Linked DNA regions of Mus musculus: all the other regions are linked to region 3. The links are chromatin contacts, called in public promoter capture Hi-C maps. All regions are on one chromosome and are shown on one strand. Each heading gives the region's core, a stretch centred on a gene start, on an enhancer-like site or on the middle of the called end of the contact. The rest is flanking DNA. Distances are from core to core; before and after follow the strand shown.

Evidence for each region. Promoter capture Hi-C pulls out the DNA fragments that hold promoters and counts their contacts.
Region 1: a promoter capture Hi-C map of hippocampal neurons shows a contact between it and region 3, with 2.4 times the contacts expected there. The contact joins two enhancer-like sites. A contact is called at or near these places in 5 of 39 promoter capture datasets (HPC-7-derived erythroid cells, embryonic stem cells, hippocampal neurons and 2 more) and 1 of 115 datasets of contacts at active chromatin or transcription factors (pancreatic cancer cells).
Region 2: a promoter capture Hi-C map of liver shows a contact between it and region 3, with 2.2 times the contacts expected there. The contact joins two enhancer-like sites. A contact is called at or near these places in 11 of 39 promoter capture datasets (the 3T3-L1 cell line, the C10 cell line, the HPC-7 cell line and 7 more), 1 of 15 datasets of contacts at CTCF or cohesin (the NIH/3T3 cell line), 1 of 484 Hi-C or Micro-C datasets (embryonic retina), 1 of 115 datasets of contacts at active chromatin or transcription factors (pancreatic cancer cells) and 2 of 9 other capture datasets (adipose tissue and embryonic stem cells).

What each region holds. Positions count from the first base shown.
Region 1 is chr3:98,424,851-98,428,929 of GRCm38.p6, forward strand. It overlaps Zfp697 (zinc finger protein 697), which reads left to right. Exons shown (of 3, transcript NM_172863.4): 2 at 373-650; 3 at 2,312-4,079. The coding sequence starts at 410. The coding sequence ends at 3,780. Among named protein-coding and RNA genes, the nearest start is that of Gm4450, 30 kb to the right of the region's middle. Within about 2 kb of position 2,816, at least 202 of the 459 cell types and tissues checked have an H3K27ac peak or open chromatin away from gene starts, as enhancers often do. A contact at or near this core is called in hippocampal neurons, where this site is marked.
Region 2 is chr3:97,986,870-97,990,747 of GRCm38.p6, forward strand. No RefSeq gene overlaps it. Among named protein-coding and RNA genes, the nearest start is that of Notch2, 25 kb to the right of the region's middle. Within about 2 kb of position 1,567, at least 9 of the 459 cell types and tissues checked have an H3K27ac peak or open chromatin away from gene starts, as enhancers often do. A contact at or near this core is called in liver, where this site is marked.
Region 3 is chr3:98,226,111-98,230,048 of GRCm38.p6, forward strand. It overlaps Reg4 (regenerating islet-derived family, member 4), which reads left to right. Exons shown (of 6, transcript NM_026328.2): 3 at 3,674-3,768. Among named protein-coding and RNA genes, the nearest start is that of Reg4, 5.9 kb to the left of the region's middle. Within about 2 kb of position 1,306, at least 37 of the 459 cell types and tissues checked have an H3K27ac peak or open chromatin away from gene starts, as enhancers often do. A contact at or near this core is called in hippocampal neurons and liver, where this site is marked.

The DNA.
Region 1 (4,079 bases), core at 1,566-4,065, 200 kb after region 3:
GATATAACTCAGTCGCAGAGTGCTTCTGGCCCTAGGTTCAATCCCCCTGTACTACGGATTAAAGTGAAAGTGAAACAAACAAACAGAAGCAATGTTGACATCCATGTCAAGTCATAAATGTACACTCAGACATTTACTTCGTAGACTGAACTGAGTGCTGGCATGTGGTCTCAGTGTGTGGCCATTGTCCCTCCCCTACCCAGATGTTTTACTTTACACAGTTGTTTATCCGAGGTGTGCGTGTGGTAGAGAGTTGACTCGCTGTTGGCATATGCAGCGTGTTTTATTGGACGGATAAATCAAGACCACACGGAGTAAAAGCTTGAATGCAGGTTGATAGAACCTTTCCCTCTCTGTGTTTTGTCTGAGCAGGGACTCTTGCTTACCTTCTTTGCCCTTCTCTTGCTGGATGGAACAGGAAGATAATCAGGGTGTGTGTGAATACCAGACTTCTGAAGACAGAGGCATGGATTCTGACTTGGAGAACTCTGAGGACCGAGAAGGGGACCCAGAAGAAAGAGGAATGGGCTCTAATCCATGGGACACAGAAGATAGAGGCCACCTGGAGCAGGAAGTGGACTCCAACCCACAGGATGATGATCTAAGAGGGGACTCACGAGAGAGGGACATAGCGTCCACTGTCTGTTCAGGTGAGAAGAATGAGTATCCTCTGAGGTGGCAGAACTCACATTTACATTGGATTCCACTGGCATACAACCAGGGCCAGCATCCTGGGGACCTAGGGGTGGGCTCTCCAAAAGTTGGTGCCATGAGTATTCATTCCTTTATACCATCTGCCACTGAGGCCACACTGGTAAGTATGAATAAAGGCCACTCCTAGGTGCTGCTCCTTGCTACAGATGATCACTTGTGACAACACTACAGTGGAATCGCAGCCAATACTGGGGCCTATCTCATAGATGCTGGGGGAGTACCATGATGTGTTGGATTTAAACAGTGACTTTGGACCCCAGAGAGATGGCTCAGTGGTTAGGAATGCTTACTACTCTTGCAGAAGACCTGAGTTCAGTTCTAAGCACCCATATCATTCTGCTCATAACTACCTGGAATCAGTTCCAGGGCATCCAAAGTCCTCATCTCTGCAGGTACCTGCATGTACTTGGCACACATAAACTCACGTTCATACATAATAGATGAATTTATATATGTATACACACATACACATATATTTTAAAGAGTGACTTAGCACAGTGCTGGGTGAAGTACATTGATATTTCTAGTTAAATCATCATTTCCTTCTCTAGAAGCAAATTTGGTGGTTAAGTGACCTACCTATGTCCATGAGGCTGATTACCCAAGTGCCCAAGTTCCTGGTTACCACTCTTGCTATTTCTGACCTGAAAGCAAGTTCTGGGTCTCTAGCCACTTCCCCTACCCTCGTGACCTCTCCCCCACTGAACAGAGATGGAGAGTAGAAGAGGGGGGGGGGTCCATTCTGTAGGTTCTGGGTATCAAAATTAAATTATAAAGCATGCGCGTCAGTGTAGCCCAGTGGTTCACAACCTGTGGGTCCTGACCCCTTTGTGGGCGTCTAATGACCCTTTCACAGGGGTTGGCCTGAGACCCTTGGAAAACACAGGTAATTACATTACAAGTCATAACAGAAGCATAATTACAATTATGAAGTAGCAAGGGAAGCAATTTTAGGGTTGGAGGTCACTACAGCATGAGAAATTATATATTAAAGGGTCGCAGCATCAGGAAGGTTGAGAACCAGTGCTATAGAGATGAGCTCTTTTGATTTTTTTTTTCTTAAGACTTGACTGCTTTTTGAGCACAAACTTGGTAGATGACAACACTGTTGCAATGTCAAAGGTTGGACATGCTTGCACGTTGTTCCCAGACTGACCAAATGGTTTTGTTGTTGTTGTTTTGTTTTAGAATCTGTCTGGGACCTGATGAGTCCTACTGGTCTCATACTTTCTGTGATTAACATGACTTGTGTTTTGAGGCTCTAGCTTTAGAAAGTATGGTTGAGAATCCCCCCTCCCACCCCCGCCTCGTTTTTTTCTTCTGGAAACATATTCCCATCTGGTACAAACCTAGCCATTCGCAGGCTTCAGGTGATTCAGCTGAGCAGAAGCTGGGGTGTCTAGTAGGCGGTGTCTGCCAGGAGAGTTGGCAGTGGGGCAGAGTGCATTATCCTTTAGTCTTAGCAGGAGGAAACTGGTAGGGAAGAGGCCGAGTAAAAAGTAGGGGTAAGGGGGCTGGGGGAGGGGCATTACTCCTTTGGCTCACCCTCCTGGCACATCAGGTCTAGTTGACCCCATTGCCAACTTGTCTGTTGCAGAGGGGCGGCTGAGTGAGGAAGAAAGGGCTATCCTCCGTGAGGAAGAGGACGACCAGCCTGGTGTGGCTGACATGGCTCTGTTCCCAGGACTGTCAGAATCTGACAGCATATCCCGGAGTCCGCGGGGAGAGGAAGATGAAGAGGAGGAAGACGAAGAAGAGGAAAGCGCTGGGGAGAACCGCTTGATAGAGGAGGAAGATCCATTGCCTACTCCCGTGCTTCCTTGGAGGCGTCACCTCTCCCTGGGCGGTCGACACCGGGGTGACAAGCCTGCTCACCGCCGCTTCCACCGGCTCCATCACCCCATGGCCATGGACCTCGGGGAACTAGACAGCCTGATGGCCAGTATCATGGACGCGCCCACCATCTGCCCAGACTGCGGGGAGAGCTTTAGCCCGGGCGCCGCATTCCTGCAGCACCAGCGCATCCACCGCCTGGCAGAGGCCGCCGCCGTGGCCAGCTTGGAGCCCTTCGGTTTGGCCGGCGAGTGCGGAGGAGTGGTGGGGATGATGGGCATGGGTATGGGCGTGGGCATGGGCGTGGCCGGCGGCTTCGGGGCGGGGCCCACGCTGGCCCGGCCCCCTCGCGAAAAGCCCTTCCGCTGCGGGGAGTGCGGCAAAGGCTTCAGCCGCAACACCTACCTGACCAACCACCTGCGGCTGCACACGGGCGAGCGGCCCAACCTGTGCGCCGACTGCGGCAAGAGCTTCAGCTGGCGCGCCGACCTGCTCAAGCACCGGCGCCTGCACACGGGCGAGAAGCCCTACCCGTGCCCGGAGTGCGGCGAAGCCTTCAGCCTCAGCTCGCACTTGCTCAGCCACCGGCGCGCGCACGCGGCGGCGGGCGGCGGCGCGGGCTCGGCGGGCTCGGCGGCGGCGCTGCGGCCCTTCGCATGCGGGGAGTGCGGCAAGGGGTTCGTGCGCCGCTCGCATCTGGCCAATCACCAGCGCATCCACACCGGCGAGAAGCCGCACGGCTGCGGCGAGTGCGGCAAGCGCTTCAGCTGGCGCTCGGACCTGGTGAAGCACCAGCGCGTGCACACGGGCGAGAAGCCCTACATGTGCTCCGAGTGCGGCGAGACCTTCAGCGTGAGCTCGCACCTCTTCACGCACAAGCGCACGCACTCGGGCGAGCGGCCCTACGTGTGCCGGGAGTGTGGCAAGGGCTTCGGCCGCAACTCGCACCTCGTCAACCACCTGCGCGTGCACACCGGCGAGAAGCCCTTCGGCTGCGGCCAGTGCGAGAAGCGCTTCAGCGACTTCTCCACGCTCACGCAGCACCAGCGCACGCACACCGGCGAGAAGCCCTACACATGTCTCGAGTGCGGCAAGAGCTTCATCCAGAGCTCCCACCTCATCCGCCACCGGCGCATCCACACCGGCAACAAGCCTCACAAATGCGCGGGCTGTGGCAAGGGCTTCCGCTACAAGACGCACCTTGCACAGCACCAGAAGTTGCACTTGTGTTAGGGAGGGCATCCGAATGAGGCGGCGGTGGGAGTCGTCTGGCTACTGATCTGTAGATGTTGGGGAAGGGGCAGGAGGGACAGTCTGAGAGTGTCTGGGGGAGCCTTTTGGTGTTTGCCACCCCACCCCCCAGGAGATGGTTAATAAGAGTTGTTACTTCGAGGTGCCTACCTCCACCTTCAAAGTAACTCTTAGAAGATGTGCTTGACTTGATAGCTTACTTAAATACACACTGCGAAGAGTGAAAAGCTTGGAAAAGCAGAGTTGGGAGGACCCCGAGGAAAGGCATTTGGGGCTGTGTA
Region 2 (3,878 bases), core at 317-2,816, 240 kb before region 3:
GTTTACTAAAACAGCACTTAGATCTGTTTACGTGTTTGGCACCCCTCTACTGGATGATTATCTATTGCCACTGGAACTTGTTAGGTTTGTTTCTAAAACTGACAAGTTTAGTTTAAAAAATGATTCGTCTTTTTCTGCTCCGTTTCTCCACAAGCTGCAGTTGTTTGTAGAGTAGCCCTTCAAGAACACAAGGGAGGCAGAGCTATGTTTGTAAAGATGCATGGCTCCTCATTGAAAACGTTCGGTTTTTCTTTAATTAAAAATATTAATTATTATATTTATTTGTATCTACTTCTCTCTCTCTGTGTGTGTGTGTGTGTGTGTGTGTGAGAGAGAGAGAGAGAGAGAGAGAGAGAGAGAGAGAGAGAGAGAGAGGGAGGAAGGGAGGGAGGGAGGGAGGGAGAGCACATAGGTGCCAGCAGTACCCAGATGAGGACATGTGATTCCCCTGGAGCTGGGGTTACAAGTGGTTGTGAGCTGCCTGACATGAGTACTGGTGTTAAAACTTGGGTCCCCTCCAATAGCTGTAAGTGCTCTTGCTACTAAGCCATGCCTCCAGTCCAAAGAACTTGTTTTTAGCAAGTGTGAGTTGCATAGTGCAAAGGCAATGCACAGCCAGCGCTGTCAAGAGTAGTCCGCACTGATGGGTACGCATAGAACCTTCCCAAATAGCATCAAAGTATCTTTCCTGTACTGTTATTTTTTAAAATCAATACACAATTCCATTTATTCCTCCAAGGACAGATAGAACAGTGGCCCTTTCACACTCAGTACCACTAGGGGAAGATCAGACAAAAGAAGCAGTTGGGAGAACACTGAGACATTCATGGCCCCTAGCACTAGGGGGGGAAACAGAGGGTAGAAAGTTCAAGGCCAGCTTAGCTTACAGGAGACCTTGTCTCAAACACACACACACACACACACACACACACACACACACACACACACACACACAATCTTTTATTAATTTGTAATGTTCTATAGCCTTCTAGGACTCTTTGGGTGTTTTGTCCCCCTTCTGCAGTGTCTAAAAGTGGGAAGAGAAACTCATTTCATTGATATTATATTTTGCCACTGCACCTGGCTTGTGTGATGCTGGGGACCATGCACATAGGTTCACACTGTGACAACAGAGCTCTAGTTTTTGCCTACAGCATGAATACTTTCTTGTAATCTTCAGCCTTGGCTGACAAGGAAACAGGCACTGAGTACCAGCTTATAGGTGGATGGTTTTCCTGAGAATATTATTTTGTTTTTCTTATCACTGAGAAGCCAGAATGATATTCAGATAGCTGTGCTTGGGTGAGTTTTGGAACAAACTATAGGAATTTTGGAACATATCATTTAGAACTGTATCACAGTGTCCTGGTTAGGAAACTCTTGATTCTTAGTATTTATCTTTTAAAATATATTTCATCACATTTATTTATTTTTTTATTTTGTGTGTGTGTGTGTGTGTGTGTGTGTGTGTGTGTGTGTGTGTGTTTGTACAGAGGTCAGAGGGAAGCTTTTGGGGGTTAGTTTTCGCCCTTTACCCTGTGGGTTCCCAGAATAGAACCCAGGTTGTCAGGCTTGGCAGCAAGGGCCTCTCCTCACTGTGTCACACCCCTCCGTCACACCTTATACTCCCATGTTTCTTTCTTATCTATTATTTTGTTTCATTTTTGCTTTGATAGTCATTAGTAGCCCAAGCCTTAAATTCACTATGTAGCCAAGGATAACCTTTTGTCCAGCCTCTACCTCCCAAGAGCTATGAACAGGCATGTGCCCTCCAGGCCTAGCCACCCATTTCTTGAATCTGCAGCTTATTGAGTGAACTCTAGGGGCTCTGAATGGGATTAGAGGTAACTGTTTATGTAACAACAGGGGCCTGCACTTTTACTCAAATCCAGAATGCCAAAGCTCTCCAGAGAAGGGAGCTGTCTCTGTGGGGAGGGCCCCTATATTACTCCTCTTGGTTTTTAGGTGACACTCTAGAGGCAAACCCTCTATTCCTTACTCTCCAGAATAAAAAGTCTCTGAAAAAGAGCTGAGGCTTGGCTAAGTCAAAGTCCAACGGGCACTTCATGGGAACACGACCAGCCCTACTGGAGCCTGAGAGAGGCAAGCAAGCAAAAAGGGAGAGGTGCGGAGGGGAGGGGATGGAGGAGTGCGTGTGTGTGTGTGTGTGTGTGTGTGTGTGTGTGTGTGTGTGTGTCTTTGTTTCTTTCTTTTTCAGCCCTCCAAAGAAATAAACATGTCTGTCTCCCTCCCTCCCTCTTGATTTAAGGGAGGCTCATGCCAGTGGAAGCGTCTCCACATTTCTGTGGCTGGTTTACAAGCCAACCTAGAGAATTATACCCTGGCATAAAATTAGCAGCTCTGTTTTTCAGTAAAGAGAAACCCAGGGGCATAATTTATTATGAAAATATGGTGCAAATGAGACTTTTCTTCATGGGTTTTTTGAGTAAATATAGATCTTGGGTTGAGGAATTAGACACATGAGCTCAGTGAAGTAGAGTGAACGGTATCCCCTAAGAAAAAGCTAAGAGGTCATGATGTTCTAAAAGTGAAAAAGAAACACTTTGAATAAGTTAAATGTAAATAATTTTATCCTAACACCCACGGAGCTCAATTATGACAGAGACAAAAACAAAGAAAATTTATTATTTTAATTGAGAAAAACAACCTGGGGAAAAGCAGATAATCAATGCTGTAGTGTGTGTGTGGCCTATGCTCTAATCTAGTACTCTGTAGACAGTAGTGTGTGGTGGCCTATGCTCTAATCTAGTACTCTGTAGACAGTAGTGTGTGTGTGGCCTATGCTCTAATCTAGTACTCTGTAGACAGTAGTGTGTGTGTGGCCTATGCTCTAATCTAGTACTCTGTAGACAGTAGTGTGTGTGTGGCCTATGCTCTAATCTAGTACTCTGTAGACAGTAGTGTGTGTGTGGCCTATGCTCTAATCTAGTACTCTGTAGACAGTAGTGTGTGTGTGGCCTATGCTCTAATCTAGTACTCTGTAGACAGTAGTGTGTGTGTGGTGGCCTATGCTCTAATCTAGTACTCTGTAGACAGTAGTGTGTGTGGTGGCCTATGCTCTAATCTAGTACTCTGTAGACAGTAGTGTGTGTGTGGCCTATGCTCTAATCTAGTACTCTGTAGACAGTAGTGTGTGTGTGGCCTATGCTCTAATCTAGTACTCTGTAGACAGTAGTGTGTGTGGTGGCCTATGCTCTAATCTAGTACTCTGTAGACAGTAGTGTGTGTGTGGCCTATGCTCTAATCTAGTACTCTGTAGACATGAGACATGCTAAGTTCCAGGCTAGCCTGCTTACATAGTAGGGCCCATCCCCAATCAAATAAACTGTCCTGGCAGTGGAAAAAAAATTAAGGTATCTTTTACTTTCGATAAGTGTGATGGTGCACACCTCTAATCCCAGTGCTCAGCAGGCTGAAGTAGGTGGAACTCTGTGGGTGTGAGGCCAGCCTGGTCTACATAGAGAGTTCTAGGGCAGCCAGGGCTACATAAGAAATTCTTTCTTACTTTTGCCTCTGTGTGTGTGTGTGTGTGTGTGTGTGTGGTGTAATCACACATGTGTGACTATGAAAACCTGAAAACAATACCAGTTTCCTTGGTGCTGGAGCTATGGACAGCTTTAAGCTGCCCAAGATGGGTGCTTGGAACTGAGCGCTGGTCCTCTATGTGAACAGCAGCGGATCTTAAACACTGAGCCACCTCTCCAGTCCCTTGTCTGTTTTTTAAGACAAGCCCTCATGTAGGCTAAGGTGTCTTTGAACTCACTACATAGCGGAGGATGACGTTAAAGGTCGGAACCTCCTGCCTGCAGTCTGAGTAGTGTGATTGCAGGTTTATGCGCTCATATATGATTTGTGTA
Region 3 (3,938 bases), core at 56-2,555:
TATATATATTTGCACAAAAGCTTGTGGAAAAAAAAAGTCTAATCTTGCATTTAAAGTAGATGTGGAGAGCTTAGAAACTGATTTTTTTTCTTTCAACGGAGGCTGATGGCCAACATCATAGCTCTGTTGTCTGAGCAATGGCTCCTTGCCCTGGCCTGTGGGGCTCAATGAAGAGAAACAGAGAGACATTTAGACACAATGAAAACTGCACTGGCTAATATTTTTCAGAAATACTCCACCTTGTTATCATAACAATGGTGCTGGTTTCTCACAGCTACAATTCTAGCTGAGTCTGGTTCTGCATGTCTGGAATTTTGGCTACTCAGGAGAACAGTGCAGCATGACCTCAGAGCCCTGACCTGCCTGGGCGACACAGAGTTCAAGGCCAGTCTTGGAAGCTTAAACAGGCTCTGCTTCAGGTTTAAAAGAGAAAAGAAGAGAAAAGAAAAGAAAAGGAAAGGAAAAGGAAAAGAAAAGAAGCCTAGGGCTAGCCTGTAGATCTACAGCTCTGTGGCAGGACTTTCCCACCATGCACCAGACCAGTCCCCAGTATCACACAAGAAAGCTATAGTTCTAACCAGCTGTCATTTATTTAGCAATTATTTTGTGCTAGGCGGCGTGCTAACCACTGTGTTTGCATTAGGTATGCATTATCCCACCAGCTCTCCAGGCAACCCTGTGGGGAAAGTGTACATCAGTTCACTGTGCAGACAAGAAGTCAGAGTTGTACGAAGGTTAGGAGATTAGAAAGACCACTAAAGATAGAGAGCCTGGTGCGAGGACCTGTCTCTTGTCACCCCATGTGCAGCAATGAGGAGACTTGGCACCTGTGGCAGAGATGTGAAAAGACTCTAGGCTGCTGAGAACGCAGCGGCTCCTCAGAAGTCCCACTCCACTCCTGTCTCGTGGCCTTAACAGGTTTTCTTGTCCGTACCACGAGTGCCCATTCCCATCTGTCTGAGACAGTCTGGCTATTAAGTAGGACAGCCCGAATAAATATGAGTGGCTTGCAGGTTTTTGTTTTTTAAACATAGCTTGAGCATGACTAAGCCGGCTAGAGTCCCAACTCAGAGCCACACTGTCTAGACCATAGCTTCTCTTTTTCTTATTTGCTGTGGGAGTGTGAGGCGCAACAACTTCTTTCTGCCTCGTTTCCTCATCTGGGACGTGGTGGCAATATCAGGAACTATATAATGGGGGTGAGGGTGGGTTCTAGAGTATAAACTGCCCAGAGAAGGACCTGGTACCAAGGAATGCTGGGTAAACCCGAGGCACAACGGCGCATGGCCTCAGTTGGAAGCATTTCTAAGTGTTCCCACCAGGGGGCGCATGTCGGTAGCTGCAACAATGCAAGGCTAAGGTGAGAAAGAACGATGGAGAAAAGCAGAGGGGAGGAAAGAATCGAGGAGGAGCGCACAAAGGCACGGAGAAAAACAAAAGAGATAGGCGAATTGAAAATACGCCATGGGCTGAGGTCTTGGGTTGAATAAAAAAGAAAAAAATAAGTTGAATGTCAATATCTATCTGACTGTGGCTGCTGACCGGATACAACATGACCGCCACCGCTACCTCTTGCTCCTGCAGCGTTGCCCTTCCTGCTTTGAAGGATCGAATCCCGCCAAGCTACAAACCAAATAAACCCCTTTCTCCTCCAGCTGCATTTGTCAGGTATCTGGTCACAGCTGTGAGAAAAAGATGACCAATACGCGTTCCTTCCCATTTGTTAGCTCAGTGATTATCCTTCACTCACAGATCTGCTCACACACACAATAGAGCTAAATCTGTAAGAGCCTCGTGCTCCAGATCAGCTGGCACTGGTGCCTGGGAGATTGTAGCTAGAGAGGGCAAGAAGATGGAGCCAAGAAAGCACTTCAGTGCTAAGGAGCTGGCAGCAAGGCTCAGTTGGTAGAAGGTGTGCCTAGCTTGCATGAAAACCTGGCTTTGACCCTCCACTGTTTTGTAAAATCAAATGATGGCAATGCCTATACTCTCAGCACAAGGAGCCACAGGCAGGAGAGTCAGAGGTTCAAAGTCATCCTCAGCTACTTTGTGAGTTCAAGGCCAGTCTGGGCTGCATGAGACTTTGTTTCAAAGGAAAGAAAAGGGAGGGGGGAAAGAGAGAGATGGAGGGGGGAGTTGACAGGGAGGGAGGAAGAAAGAGAGAGAAGGGAGAAGAGAGAAGGGAGAGGGGAAAAGGGGAGAGGTAGATAGATAGAAAGAAAGGAAGAAAGGAAGAAAGAAAGAAAGAAAGAAAGAAAGAAAGGAAGGAAGGAAGGAAGGAAGAACACTAAGGAGCAGGGAACCTGTCTGAAATCAGTGTGAAAGCCCTGGAGATTTACAGGGAGCAAATGAAACAGAACAAAGAGTGCCACGCAGTCATCTGACTGGGAAAAGGTCAACACACTTAAACAGCTCTAGTCTGCCCACATCACCGTGGAAGACCTTTGCAGTGGTCTAGAGTGTAGGTGTGCAGCCACATTGTCACAGGGCTCGGATTGCTAGCCTGGTTGCCCCTTGGCCATCAGCCCCTCTTCACTTCTCCTCGTCTCTTCTTTATCAATTTCCAGTAAGAAACTGGAGCCTTCCTGAGTCACAGTCTCCTTTGCCACAAAGCCTTTCTCGTTCCTTTGGCCATGCTTGTCTTACAGATCCCCTATACTCAAACTTAGGGGCTTGCTGTTTCTGCACACATTCTGGTCCCCATGCCTCTGCCCAGCCCATTCCTTTTCTCTAAAAAGTCCTCTCTTCTCTCTATTGATGCACAGCCCACCCATCGTCACATTCTGCTAAGTTGCCGTTTGTCCCACCCCCTTCCAAAATGGCTCTTTCTCCTAATAATGCCCCCAACTCCCAGTTTATGTCTCTACTCGACAAAGCCTGACTGTGTCATTCTACCAATTGTTTGAGTGTGTTCACTGTAGTTACACATCCTGATCTAGTGAAATGGTAGCAGTCGATGAGCGTTGAGCCCTCAGAGCACACAGAGACAAAACTCCAATGGCTATAAGACCTCCTTAACTCCTTCTTTGACAGCTGGACCACAGCAATATTTGAGCTCCTTAAAATTCCTATTGATTTAGAGTGTTCAGTAGTCTCAGAAAGCTTGATGCCCCTTTCCCAGGAAATACCCACCCTGGGAAAGATCCTTTGAGGAGGGCTGGGAGAAGAGTAATAATAAAGTTTTTGGTTTTGTTTTGTATGATCTCTCTCTCTCTCTCTCTCTCTCTCTCTCTCTCTCTCTCTGTCTCTGTCTCTGTCTCTGTCTCTATCTGTCTCTGTCTCTCTGTCTCTGCTTCTACCCTGTGTGTGTGTATGTTTTGAGACAGAATCTCATGTAGCCCAGGCTGTCCTCAAACTCACGATGTAGCCAAGGATGGCTTTCAATTTCTGATTCTTCTACTTAGTATTCTGTTAGGATCACAGACATGAACAGTGTTAGGAGTCAAACCCAGGACTTTATGCATGCAAGGCAGGCATTCTTTCATCAGCTTACCTAGATCCTTAAGTCTACACAGCACACATTTTCAACAGCTCAGCAGGGTCCTTCCAAAAGAGACTCTTCCCTTTATTCAAGGTATTCTTGATCTAAAAACTGTCTCATCGTGGCACTGACAGGTTTTTTTTTTTTTTTTTTTGGCATCATAATCTGTAACTACCTTTTGTTTCTGTACAGATATCTTGAGACCCAGCTGTGCCCCAGGATGGTTTTACTATAGGTCCCACTGCTATGGGTACTTCCGGAAGCTAAGAAACTGGTCTCATGCTGAGGTAAGAAGTTTTGGGCTGTTGGTTTCTTTTAAAGAAAAGGGCCAGCTAGAGCCCCAGATCATATTTAACTTAAATTTAAGAGTTCTCCCTGGGCATTCAGGAGAAGCCTCATGGTTGAAGAGAAGAGGGATCCGCCCAGCCTCTTCAGTTTTGTGATCATTGGTCATGTA